Linked DNA regions of Mus musculus: regions 2 and 3 are each linked to region 1. The links are chromatin contacts, called in public Hi-C maps. All regions are on one chromosome and are shown on one strand. The core of a region is the stretch at or near the end of the contact, and the rest is flanking DNA. Distances in the headings are between cores, read along the strand shown. Region 1 holds the start of Sdk1 (sidekick cell adhesion molecule 1). Region 2 overlaps Sdk1 (sidekick cell adhesion molecule 1). Region 3 overlaps Sdk1 (sidekick cell adhesion molecule 1).

Evidence for each region. Hi-C and Micro-C count contacts between places; a contact is called where the count stands out from the background.
Region 2: a Hi-C map of olfactory sensory neurons shows a contact between it and region 1, with 4 times the contacts expected there. The contact joins the enhancer-like site here to the promoter of Sdk1 in region 1. A contact is called at or near these places in 2 of 39 promoter capture datasets (epiblast stem cells and maxillary cranial neural crest), 1 of 484 Hi-C or Micro-C datasets (olfactory sensory neurons) and 1 of 9 other capture datasets (pancreatic islet).
Region 3: a Hi-C map of uterus shows a contact between it and region 1. The contact joins the enhancer-like site here to the promoter of Sdk1 in region 1. A contact is called at or near these places in 3 of 39 promoter capture datasets (hippocampal neurons and liver), 4 of 484 Hi-C or Micro-C datasets (the Patski cell line, nephron progenitors and uterus) and 2 of 9 other capture datasets (adipose tissue and pancreatic islet).

Annotation. Positions count from the first base shown.
Region 1 is chr5:141,239,552-141,243,151 of GRCm38.p6, reverse strand. It overlaps Sdk1 (sidekick cell adhesion molecule 1), which reads right to left and starts at 1,618. Exons shown (of 45, transcript NM_177879.5): 1 at 1,060-1,618. The coding sequence starts at 1,303.
Region 2 is chr5:141,323,441-141,327,122 of GRCm38.p6, reverse strand. The region is part of intron 1 of Sdk1 (sidekick cell adhesion molecule 1); the gene reads right to left. Among named protein-coding and RNA genes, the nearest start is that of Gm16035, 56 kb to the left of the region's middle. Within about 2 kb of position 2,007, at least 11 of the 459 cell types and tissues checked have an H3K27ac peak or open chromatin away from gene starts, as enhancers often do. A contact at or near this core is called in olfactory sensory neurons, where this site is marked.
Region 3 is chr5:141,367,100-141,370,673 of GRCm38.p6, reverse strand. All of the region lies in intron 1 of Sdk1 (sidekick cell adhesion molecule 1), which reads right to left. It overlaps Gm16035 (a long non-coding RNA gene), which reads left to right. Exons shown (of 2, transcript XR_868658.3): 2 at 1-3,574. Among named protein-coding and RNA genes, the nearest start is that of Gm16035, 12 kb to the left of the region's middle. Within about 2 kb of position 1,918, at least 6 of the 459 cell types and tissues checked have an H3K27ac peak or open chromatin away from gene starts, as enhancers often do. A contact at or near this core is called in uterus, where this site is marked.

The DNA of each region.
Region 1 (3,600 bases), core at 369-2,868:
TATCCATCCCCAATGTACACCCCAAAGATATCTATCCCTAGCCCACTCAAAGCTGAATATACCCCCACAGGAGTGTCAACCTTAAAATCCACCATGTGTATTCATATAATCTAGGAAATGATCACTCAGTCTATCCCAGGAGTGTGAATTCTAAAATTTCATGCTCCCAAGGCCTAGCCCAGATGTGTCCATCTCTAAAGTCCACCCCAGGGATGTTCAATCCTAATACAGTCTATCCCAGGTGATGCCCACTCCAAGACTCCAGTGTGCACCTCCACAGCCCAGCCAAGGGGTATGCATCCATAGTTCACCCCAGAGGTGTCACCCCAAGACTGTGTAACTCTCTATAGCTCAGCCCTGAGGTATCTACCTGCAAAGTCACCTCAGTGATGTCCACCCCTAATATAGTTCACCCCAAAGGTGTCACCCCAAGACTTTGCAGCCCTGAAACTCAGTCCAAAGGTATCCACTCATAACATAGCCCATCCCAGATGGTGCCCACAAAGTATACCACAGGGTGTCACCCCTCAAGCTCAGCTCATAGGTGTCCACTTGCAAAGTCACCTCAGAGATGTCCAGTCATAATGCATACCAAGTGGTGCCCACAAAATTCACCCAAAGGTGTCACCCAAGATTGTGTACCCCTAAACCTCAGCCCAGAAGTATATTACTTGCAAAGTCACCTCAGGGGTTTCCACTCATATAGTACATCCCAAAGGTGTGACCCTAAGACTACACAGCCCTGAAACTCAGCCCAGATATACCCACTCACAACATAGTCTATCCCAGGTAGCACCCACAAAGTACACTGCGGGTTGTCACCCCAAGATTGTGCACCCCTGAAGCCCAGCCCATAGGTGTCCACTTGCAAAGTCACCTCAGAGATGTCCACTCATAATACAGACCAGGTGGAGCCCACAAAGTCCACCCCTGGGGTGTCACCTCTGGCGGCGCGCGCTTCAGGAGTCCACCCCGGGACTGCGCACCCCTAAAGCCCACCCCGGGAGGCACCCACAAAGTCCACCTCGGGGGTGTCTCGGCGGTCAGGCCCGCACCTACCTTGCGCCAGCGCCCGCAGCAAGTGCAGCTGGAGCAACAGCAGCGCCCACCACCCGCGGCCCGGCCTCAACTTTGCCGCCCGCCGGCCCGCGCCCGGCCCGGGGGTCCTGGGCGCTGCGCGCAGCCCTGGGCACTCGGGGTCGCAGTGGTGACCGGTCCGGCTCCTCCGCGGCCGCCCGGGCCCCGCTCGCTCAGGGGGCGCCGCGACTCCGCCGCCCGCCACCGAGGGCCGGGCGCGGGCCATGCCGCGGAGCCGCCACCCCCGGGCGCCGCGGGACGGGCAGGGCGGGCGGGAGCGCGCAGACCCGCTGAGGCAGCGGCGAGCGCCGAGGGGCGGCGTCCGGGCTCCGATGAGCAGCGAGCCGGGTCGAGGAGAAGTTGTCAGCGAGCGAGGAAATGCCCAGCACGTCGCCCCCGCTCCTCGCAGCCGCACAGCGCCGGCCCCGCAGCGCTCTGTGAGGGGAGCTGAGCAGAACGCCTCTGCCGCCGCCTCTGCCGCCGCCGCCCCCGCCCGGCGCTGAGGAGAAAGTGCGCCCGCCCGCGCGCCGGCTCTCGCCTCGGCCGCCGCGACCGCCGCGCCCCATTCACAGCCCGGCCGCACGCGCCGCCCGCGCCCGCCACCCGCATCTGATTGGCCGAGCCCGGCGGCTCTCGCGCCTGGGACCCGCCCCCACGGCGCTCGCTTGTTTTCAAACTCGCCGCGCCCGCCCGCTTGCAATTTCGTGCCCGGGCCCAGAGCGACTTCCCGCGCCCGCTGCGCCCCCTAGGGACCCGCGGCGGGGATTGCAGCCGGCGCGCCGTCTCGGCACGCGCTTCCCCGGCGGGCTTGTCTGCGGGGCGTGCTCAGGCGGGGCGGTGCCTGCTCCCTTGCCGGGAGACCCCAGGGGCTGAGCTGCACGTCCCGCGGGTGGGACGACACCAGGTGTGGCGGCCCCCTGGCACCGCAGTCCCTACTGAGCCCGAGGGACTAGGGATCGGAGGGCCAGTGGGCACGCCCCTCCATGCGTCCCGGGAGCCTTCCTGCTTCCAGCCAGGGACTCTGATGCTGGGGTGGTTCCGAGCCAAGTTGCTGTCATTGCAAAGGAGAAAGGCGCGCGATCGAGTTTTCAATTCCCAGCAATCAGAAGCACCGTGGGGCGCAAAGACGCAACCTATTCTGAGGAGTGGACATGGCTTTGGAAGAAGTGTCCAAGGTCATGCGTGGCCAGCAGGACCACAGTACAGGGTACTTCCCGCTGTGCGTGGGAGGATTTGGAGGAAGGACCTGCAGCGTCAAGGATCGGACATCCCAGGGCCTGGGGAGTCTGCAGGGGTGGAGAGGTCGGGATGGGCGCGGACCCTCAGCAGCATGTGGTAACCATTAGCTGAGTTTATAGGGTGAACTAAGCACGCTGGAGCCTAGAGGCTGGGACTTTTGTGAGAGGGAAACTGGAGAGAGAGGCGGGTAACAGTCCAGTCTTGCGTTTTTAGGAGTTATCGGAGAGCTTGTGATGGAGTTTGAGTGAGGTCATATATGACTAGAAGGCCAAAGAGACAGCGAGTGTGCCCTGCCAGGGGCTGGCTCCCTAGGAAGTGTGTTGTGTCAGCTTACAAGTACTTGTGATTGATGATTGTCCCTGCTAACAAAAAGCCCCAGGCAAGGGGCTGAGACTCGTGAGTTAGCGCTAATTCCTGTTTGCAGAGTCCCTGTACTGAGCTGCCTCTTGACACATCTGCCTGTGTTAACAGTTAAGGAAAAGTGGGGAAACTGACGCCCAGATAAAATTGGTGGGTTATGAGCTCTATCTGAAGACCCAGTCTCTGCCTTTTGCCCTTTCCTACACATGCTATGAAAAAGCAAAGGAATAAAAACTGCATCTAAAATATTCACTGTTCTCTGGGGCGGGGGAGGGGGGGTGCGGGGGGAGGCAGGGCTTCTAAATGGGCAATGGTTGCTAGGTAAAAGAAGTGTCCCCTCAGCGATGGCACCCCGAGAACAAGTGGATTCTGGCAGGAGTGGAGGAAGGTGGTATTTGTAAATTTCTGTTGCCAACTATGTGGATTTCTACAAGCTTACAGGCTTATGTAAATGCCAAGAGAACGATAAATGAGCAATGTCTGCTGTGCTAGGGGGTGGGGCACGACGCGGGGACACTGGACTCTGGGAGGGTCCAGGCAGCATCACCTCCCCCACCAAACTGCTGTCACTGGTGTTTACAAACGTGAAGTGACCTCTAAGGTCAAGGGTGCAAATCTTGCCCTCTCCTCCTTTAAGCACCCCTGCCTTGCTCAGAGATGGAGGGTGGAGTGGGGGCAGGGGCAGGGCGAGGTTGAGTATGTACCTGCGAAGCAGTTTTATCTGACCTGGTGGGCTAGCGCTGCTCTTCCAAGTTGTGAAATTTGGGCAAACTGCTGATTAAGTTTCTGGAAAAAAAGTTGGGACTAACTCCCATCTCACAAGTCTGTTGCAAGAAAATGACCTAATCCGCACTCAGTAAGAGCTCATCGCTCTCCCTGGCCTTCTCCCTTCCCCTGGTCCCCTGTGGCAGTGCTTGTCAAGAA
Region 2 (3,682 bases), core at 758-3,257, 84 kb before region 1:
TAATTACATTTTATTTATTCACTTTACATGTTGATTGCAGCCCTTCTCCATCCTCTCCTCCCAGCCCCACCCTCACAAATCCCTCCTCCCATTATCCTCTCCCATTATCCCTTGGGTACCACCCTACTCTGGGAAATCAAGTTGCAGCAGGACTAAGTCCATCCTCTCCCACTGAGACCTGACCAGGCAGGGCAGCCAGGGGAAAGAGATCCAATGTCAGGCAACAAAGACAGAGACAGCCCACCCCGTCCAGTTGTTAGGAGACTTACATGAAAACCAAGCTGCACATCTGCTATGGACGTATAGAGAGCCTAGGTCCAGCCCTTGCAAGCACTTTGGTTGACAGTTCAGTTTCTATGATCCCCCATGGTCTCAGGTTAATTGACTCTGTGAGTCTTCTTGTAGTGTCCTTTAGCCCTCTGGCACACTAAATCCCATTCCCCACTTTTACAAAACCTCTTGAGCTCTGCCTGATGTTTGGCTGTGGGTCTCTGCATCTGTTTCCATTTGCTGTCGGATGAAGCCTCTGGGGAGACAGTTATGCTCCGCTCCTATCTACAAGCATATCAGAGTATCATTAATAGTGTCTGAGGTTGGCTCTCTCACACGAGATGGGCCTCAAGTTAGGGCAGCCATTTGTCGGTCATTCACTCAATCTCTGTTCCATCTTTATCTAGGCAGCAAGGGGGAGACTAGATTCAACACTGGGAGGAGACCTCAAAGCTTGCACCCACAGTATCATGCTTCCTCCATTAATGTCACACCTACTCCAACAAGGCCATACCTCCTAATAGTGCCACTCCCTATGGGTGAAGGATTCACACACATGAGTCTATGGGGTTCGAACCTTTTCAAACCATCACACACATGTAGTCATTTCAGAAGAGTAATGTCTTTATTTTCCCTCATACTTAGAACCCATTAGCCACATTCAAGGTTTCTGCCATGTAGACCTGAGTTCAAGCAAGAATAAGCAATAACTCCTTAGTCCCTGCTGTGTCCATTAGTCACTGGCAGGTTTTCCCTCTCAAGTTAGACTTAGAAGTAAGATATGTCCCACTCTGTCCTCAACTGGTAACATGTAACACATCTGTCTGATGAGTCTCCAGGTAGAACTTCCTGGTGAAAGTCTGATCCTCGTATCAGCCATGGCACACACCATGCACCATACGCCACACAGGACAACAGGGTATTCTGCTCTCTCTCCTGTCACTCACTTCAGGCTCAGATTAGTTCACTAGTGCTGATGAGAGAGCCCAAGGCTTCACGCATGCAGCCAACAGCCCTAAAGGCTCCTCTTTTAGGGGCTCATGCTCCTGAGTGCAGGGTGCTGAACTCTCTCAGCCCTGCTGCTGGACTGCATAGTGGAAGACACCATTTTTTAAATCAAAGTGAACACAGAAAGAAAAGAGCTTGAGATGAACACGGGATCCAGTCTGTAAGTGCCAATTTTTGCAGCTCAGCATAGCACTCTGTCTTCCAGAGGTCCCTGTGAATAAAAGCCTTCCTACAGCTCTACCCTGTAAGAGCACTCCAATGTTCTGGTTCCAAAAACAGAACATGCATTCAAGTGGTCCATGGCTATTCTCAACCCATTCCACATACGATATTGCACAGGACTTTTGGTTTATAGTAACACCCCTCCCCCAGTGTCAGCCATCCTCAACAATATTTAAACAAGAATCTGGAAGCTGGATATCAGGTCCAAGTCATCTGCCACCACATCAGCCAGAAATGTCAAGCACTAAGGGTTATATTCCTTTTTAAAGTAAATACATCGTCCCTTACCATTTTAGTAAGAACTCCAAGAATATGGGCTTCATCATGGTGTACTCAATGCATACATTTTAAAATGACAAATACTCCCCCTAACACTCCGAAGTCAGACGTGTAAGGAAAAACTGATGGCAATTGTTTCCTCCAGGGTTAACATTTCTGTAGCTGTCTCTTGTGGTTGGCACACCCTGTTCTGATGAGAAAGAGCCATCTGCTCTACTGTCTGAAAAACACCACTTGTCTGCTATTCCCCTGCTGGTAAGGGGACTGTACTGAAACCAAGTACTCCTGAGGCCAATCTGCTTCTGAGACATCAGTTGTCTTTGTACCAAAAACACACTCAAAATCTACACATTATCTCCACTTAAAATCGGGGATGCATTCAAACTTTATCTTAGGCTTATGTTCACGCTGTTTATTATGTCTTGAATCCAAGCAAGATAATAGTAATGGTACATTCCTTTTAGAGATTGTGAAAGTCCTGTTCCTTTGGTGATAACAAACTGTCCCTATGGACAAATGACATCATTGACTCCGAGGGCCTGAATTGTTAATGCAGTGAACTGGTGCCATGAGCTGCTCTGAAATATTCACAAATTCAAAGAAAACAAAACACCATGTTTACTTGGGAAGCAGAAAGCACTAAAACAAACAAGCAAACTAAGTTCATTTCAGAATTATAGGTTTTTTAATATTTTGTTTTTATTTTTAATCATGTGTATTTGTATATGATTCTGTGTAAGTATATACACCCGAATGCAGTGCCCGAGGAGTCCAGAAGAAGACATCAGATCTCTTGGAACTGGAGTCACAGGTGGAGGAAAATTTCAAGATGTCTGTGGTGGGAACCAAATTCATCTCTCCTCTTTAAGAGCCATGACACCATCTCTCCAGCCCCCAAAGCTCTTAGGGCTTTGTTTTAGTTCTCTCTCTCTCTCTCTCTCTCTCTCTCTCTCTCTCTCTCTCTCTCTCTCTCTGTGTGTGTGTGTGTGTGTGTGTGTGTGTGTGTGTGTGTGTGTATGAGAGTGAGAGAGAGAATGAATGAATGAATGAATGAATGAACAGAGGTCCACATTTCGTCTATATTTTGCCATCTCATTTTTTAAGACAGGATCCCTCGCTGAACCTGGAGCTTGCCAATTTGGTTAGAGTAGCTAGCCAGAAAGCTCCAGGAATCTACCTGTCTCCTCTTCCCCAGCTCTGGGTTGTAAGTGGGGGTGGGAGTTCAAACGCAGGTCCTCATGCTTGTATGGCAATTTCTCAGGTCTGGGGTTTAGTTTTCATTATAAAAGGAAAAGAATTTCCACTCTTCAACCAATTCACATTGGTTGTTTTGCAATAATTCACCAGCAACTCTTTAGTAGCAATATAAATAAAAACCTGGGGAAATGTCTTATTTTATGCAATGCACTTCTGTGCCACATCATTTTGTTTTCAATGTGAGATGGATAGGATTAAACAGTTTCCAAAACTTGTTCTCTAATTGAAAACATCTTATTGCCCTTTACTCTGAATGAGAAGACCTGTACCTAGGAGTTCTGAAATTCACCTAGCAAACCAGACATTGAAGTATGTTCGGTAGGCCATCAGCCCTGTCACATCTACTCAGCTGGTCATCATAGAACATAAGAGCCATAGACAGCACAGAAACAATGAGCACGATTTGGTTTCAACAGAACTTTATTTACAGTAGTGCTGTAAAGGAAGCATCAGAAAACAGTACAGTGCAAAGAGGTATTCAAATTTGGTACAATACAGTTCACAAGATTACACAGGCTTTTTCACTCTTGTGTGTAAAGAAGATAGTAGCCATGTTTACAGGCTACAGTAACAACCTGAGTCATGTGGAACAGCCTTCACTCACTGTTTACCATGTGCCAAGCACTGTTCTAAAACCTCTGCATTA
Region 3 (3,574 bases), core at 669-3,168, 130 kb before region 1:
GATTAATGACCACCCCCCTCCCACCCCAACTATCTTCTCTTCTCAAGCATGCAAACACTAGGATATTGGCTTATCCCTGTGTAGTGCCCTGGCTGGATGCTTAACACTCTCAAGTATATCTCCGTGAGTTAAAAAACAATCTCTCAGGTTGATGAATGCACTGAAACCAATGTGGGAAGAGAGCTAAGATATGAACATGTCTGCCGGAGTCTAGAGAGTATGAACTTGGCAATAAAGTACCAAGGAAGCAGAGCAGAAATGGAAAGGGGAATCCAGCCAGGTCTCCTCAGATACAAATGCAGAGCACGGGTGCTGATGTACTTGCTACTCTCTGGTGGCATGGTGAACACCTGAGGTGATCTGACTTAGGAACACAAGGTTTCCTTTGGCTCACAGTTTTGAAGGTTCCAGTCAGGTGGATTGGTTGATTGGTCTGGTTGGTTCTTCCATGAGGCCATAGGTAGGTGGTAGAGCATAGCAATCATCCCATGGCAGCCAAGAAGCAGCTGAGATCCAAATATCTTTTTTAAGATTATGTCTCCAATGGTCTAACTTTTGTCCACTACCCCAACCCCTAGTGATTCCACCAGGTCCCATAGCACCAAGCCTTCAATACAATGGACTTAGGAGAATACTCCAGACCGAAAGGCCAGCACTATATAAGGACAGATCTAGGGCTCTGTAGTATATGAAAAGTGTTATACAGATATAGACTGGTAATCTTCACAGGCAAGAGTCTGATGAAATACACACATCCAAATTCCATGTCCAGGGAAACTCACTGTGACAGTAATTGACTTAGTTCACATTTCAATGCATCAGCTTTTAAATGAGAACAGAAATCATTTGGATTAACTACCCGACTAGCTTGTTTCTAGAGTTTGTTGAGAAAATGAAAGGCAACAGAACTCTACTGAGGTAATAAGATAAATTGCAAAGGGCCGGTGTCAAGCCCTCTCCAGAGCTGCTGTTGATGTTTCCCTAGCCTCTGCTCCAGGTCGGCAAGGCGGCAGAAGCAAGTCCATTACACACACACAAGCCACTCCTACTCAACATCTACCTGTGGGCATACCACCCCAGCGTGGCGTGAACTCAAAGGCTGAAAAGGGCAGGAGAAAAGAGAAACAGCCCAGTATGAGATGAGGAAGAACAGACTATGGAGGCCATGGAGCACACACACGGATGACGCTGCAGATGCTGCTGCATAAACTCAAACTTTCTGACACTCTGTCTGCTGCAGAGAGTAAAACTGGTGTCCAAACCTGAGCAGCAGGCTGCCCTCTTTTCCACTGTGTAAAATCTGTGCTATGACAAGGCTGCGACACTATGGGGCCGAGTTTTAGCCCCTATTCTACCCTGCCCCTCCTACCTCAACTCCGATTAATAGCAGAGTTCCTTAGAGTTCCCCAATCAATATGCTATGCTTATTTCTTTAATGTACTGCAGTACTAAAAACACTTTTAGGAATAAGGAAGTTGGATGAGCCCAGGGTTGGATAAATCTTCTTCAATGAGAAACCCGAGGCTTCCCAAAGCCACAAAGGCTGCTGGGAAGGACCACATGCTCCCTGGAAGCTCGTTCAGTTCTGGAAACCCTAGTGTATACTTTTTTTCTCTAAATCTCTCTCAAAACAGACAATGCCTTTCTTCTAGTCTCATTTGAATATTTTCATTAACTTAATACAAACCCCAGTCTTATTACATTCATTACAGGGGAGAAAATTAACAAGTTACAATGTTTGAAACCATGTGCTTTTGAACATACTCCAAAATAGCTTTTACATTCTTGCCCAATCGAAGCACATCTGTTAAAATTCCAATCACAGCAGCATTTTAAAGGATCTCATATTGTAGCACTGCACAGGGCTGGGCCATTAACCAATGCGGTTGCTCAGGCTCTGAGCACTTGACCTCGGTCACATAAGAACACTGACAACAATCAACTGGCTCTCAGCCCAGAGAAGCTTTCAAAACCAGTTTGGAAGCACTTCATAATTTTAAACACTTTCCAATGAGGGCCTTTTGTATTGACTCTTCTTACATACCATCTCCCACAAAACAAAAAAACAACAAACAAACAGAACCAAAGCCCGTGAGCACACTACAAGACTACATCATGTAATAAACAAAGTCAACAGACTCCATTAATAATGATGCTTTCAATTCTGGCTTACCTGGGAGCCAATTAATTCCTTGTTTATCAAGGAGCCCAGGGTTGGATAAATCTTCTTTAAAGAGAAACCTGAGGCCTCCCAAAGCCACAAAGGCTGCTGGGGAAGGCCCACATCAGAGCCCATGCTCCCCAGAAGCTCCTTCAGTTCTTGAATCCCAACTGTGTATTTTTTTTCCCTCTAAACCATTTAGAAATTTGGACAAGAAAATGATAACCCACATAGAAAAAATGTAATTTACACACAAATCTGTAATAATACAACAATAAAGATGTACACTGGAAAATTATCTTTCTGAAGTTAGAAATTCTATGTATAAATGAGTGAGACACCATTCATATCCCTTGATTGCAACCTGGAAATGTACTACTGTAGTCTCAAGTCAGAAACAAAGGCCAGGCATGCGCATACACAGGTACATGTACACTTCACAGGGGTTATACAAGTGGGCATCCGGTATGAATTCAGAAAATTGGAACACTGTATCTTAACAGTTATCATAGAACTTAAAAACAAATGGTTAAGGGGCCTGGGGATAGGGCTCAGTGAGTAGGGCTTGCTGCAAAAGCCTGAGCACCTGAACTGAGATGCCCAGCAACCAGGTAAGGAGCCAGATGTCATCAGAACACAGAAGAACCCAGGGCCTTACCGCTGGACAGCCTAGCCTAGTACATGAACTCTAGGTTCAGTGAGAGATGCTGTTCCAAAAACAAATAAGTGAACAAACAAACAAATGAAGACATAAATAAATGTTTTTAGAGTGAAGATCAATAGAGAAAGTCACCTGAGATTGACCTCTGGCCTCCACACACACCACCAAAAACAAAAAACAAAACACTGAGTCTTTTTGAATGGGATGTATGTCTTCACTCTTGGTTCTCATGTTTCTATCACCTTCCTCATGGCATCCAAGTCGTTAAGCTGCTAATAATTCCTTTTTAATTACACAGTGGCATTTATAAGTCAACACCACAAATCAGAAAACACCAGCATGTGATCACTTGTAAGTATGTAACCCCTGTGAAGTGCACATGTGCCTGTGTATGTACATGTGAAGTGCACACTGTGAAGTGCACATGTGCCTGTGTATGCACATGTGAAGTGCACACTGTGAAGAGCACATGTGCCTGTGCATGCACATGTGAAATGCACACTGTGAAGTGCACATGTGCCTGTGCATGCACATGTGAAATGCACACTGTGAAGTGCGCATGTGCCTGTGCATGCACATGTGAAATGCACACTGTGAAGTGCACATGTACCTGTGCATGCACATGTGAAATGCACACTGTGAAGTGCACATGTACCTGTATATGCACATGTGAAGTGCACACTGTGAAGTGTACCTGTGCATGCACATGTGAAATGCACACTGTGAAGTGTACTGTGCATGCACACGTGAAG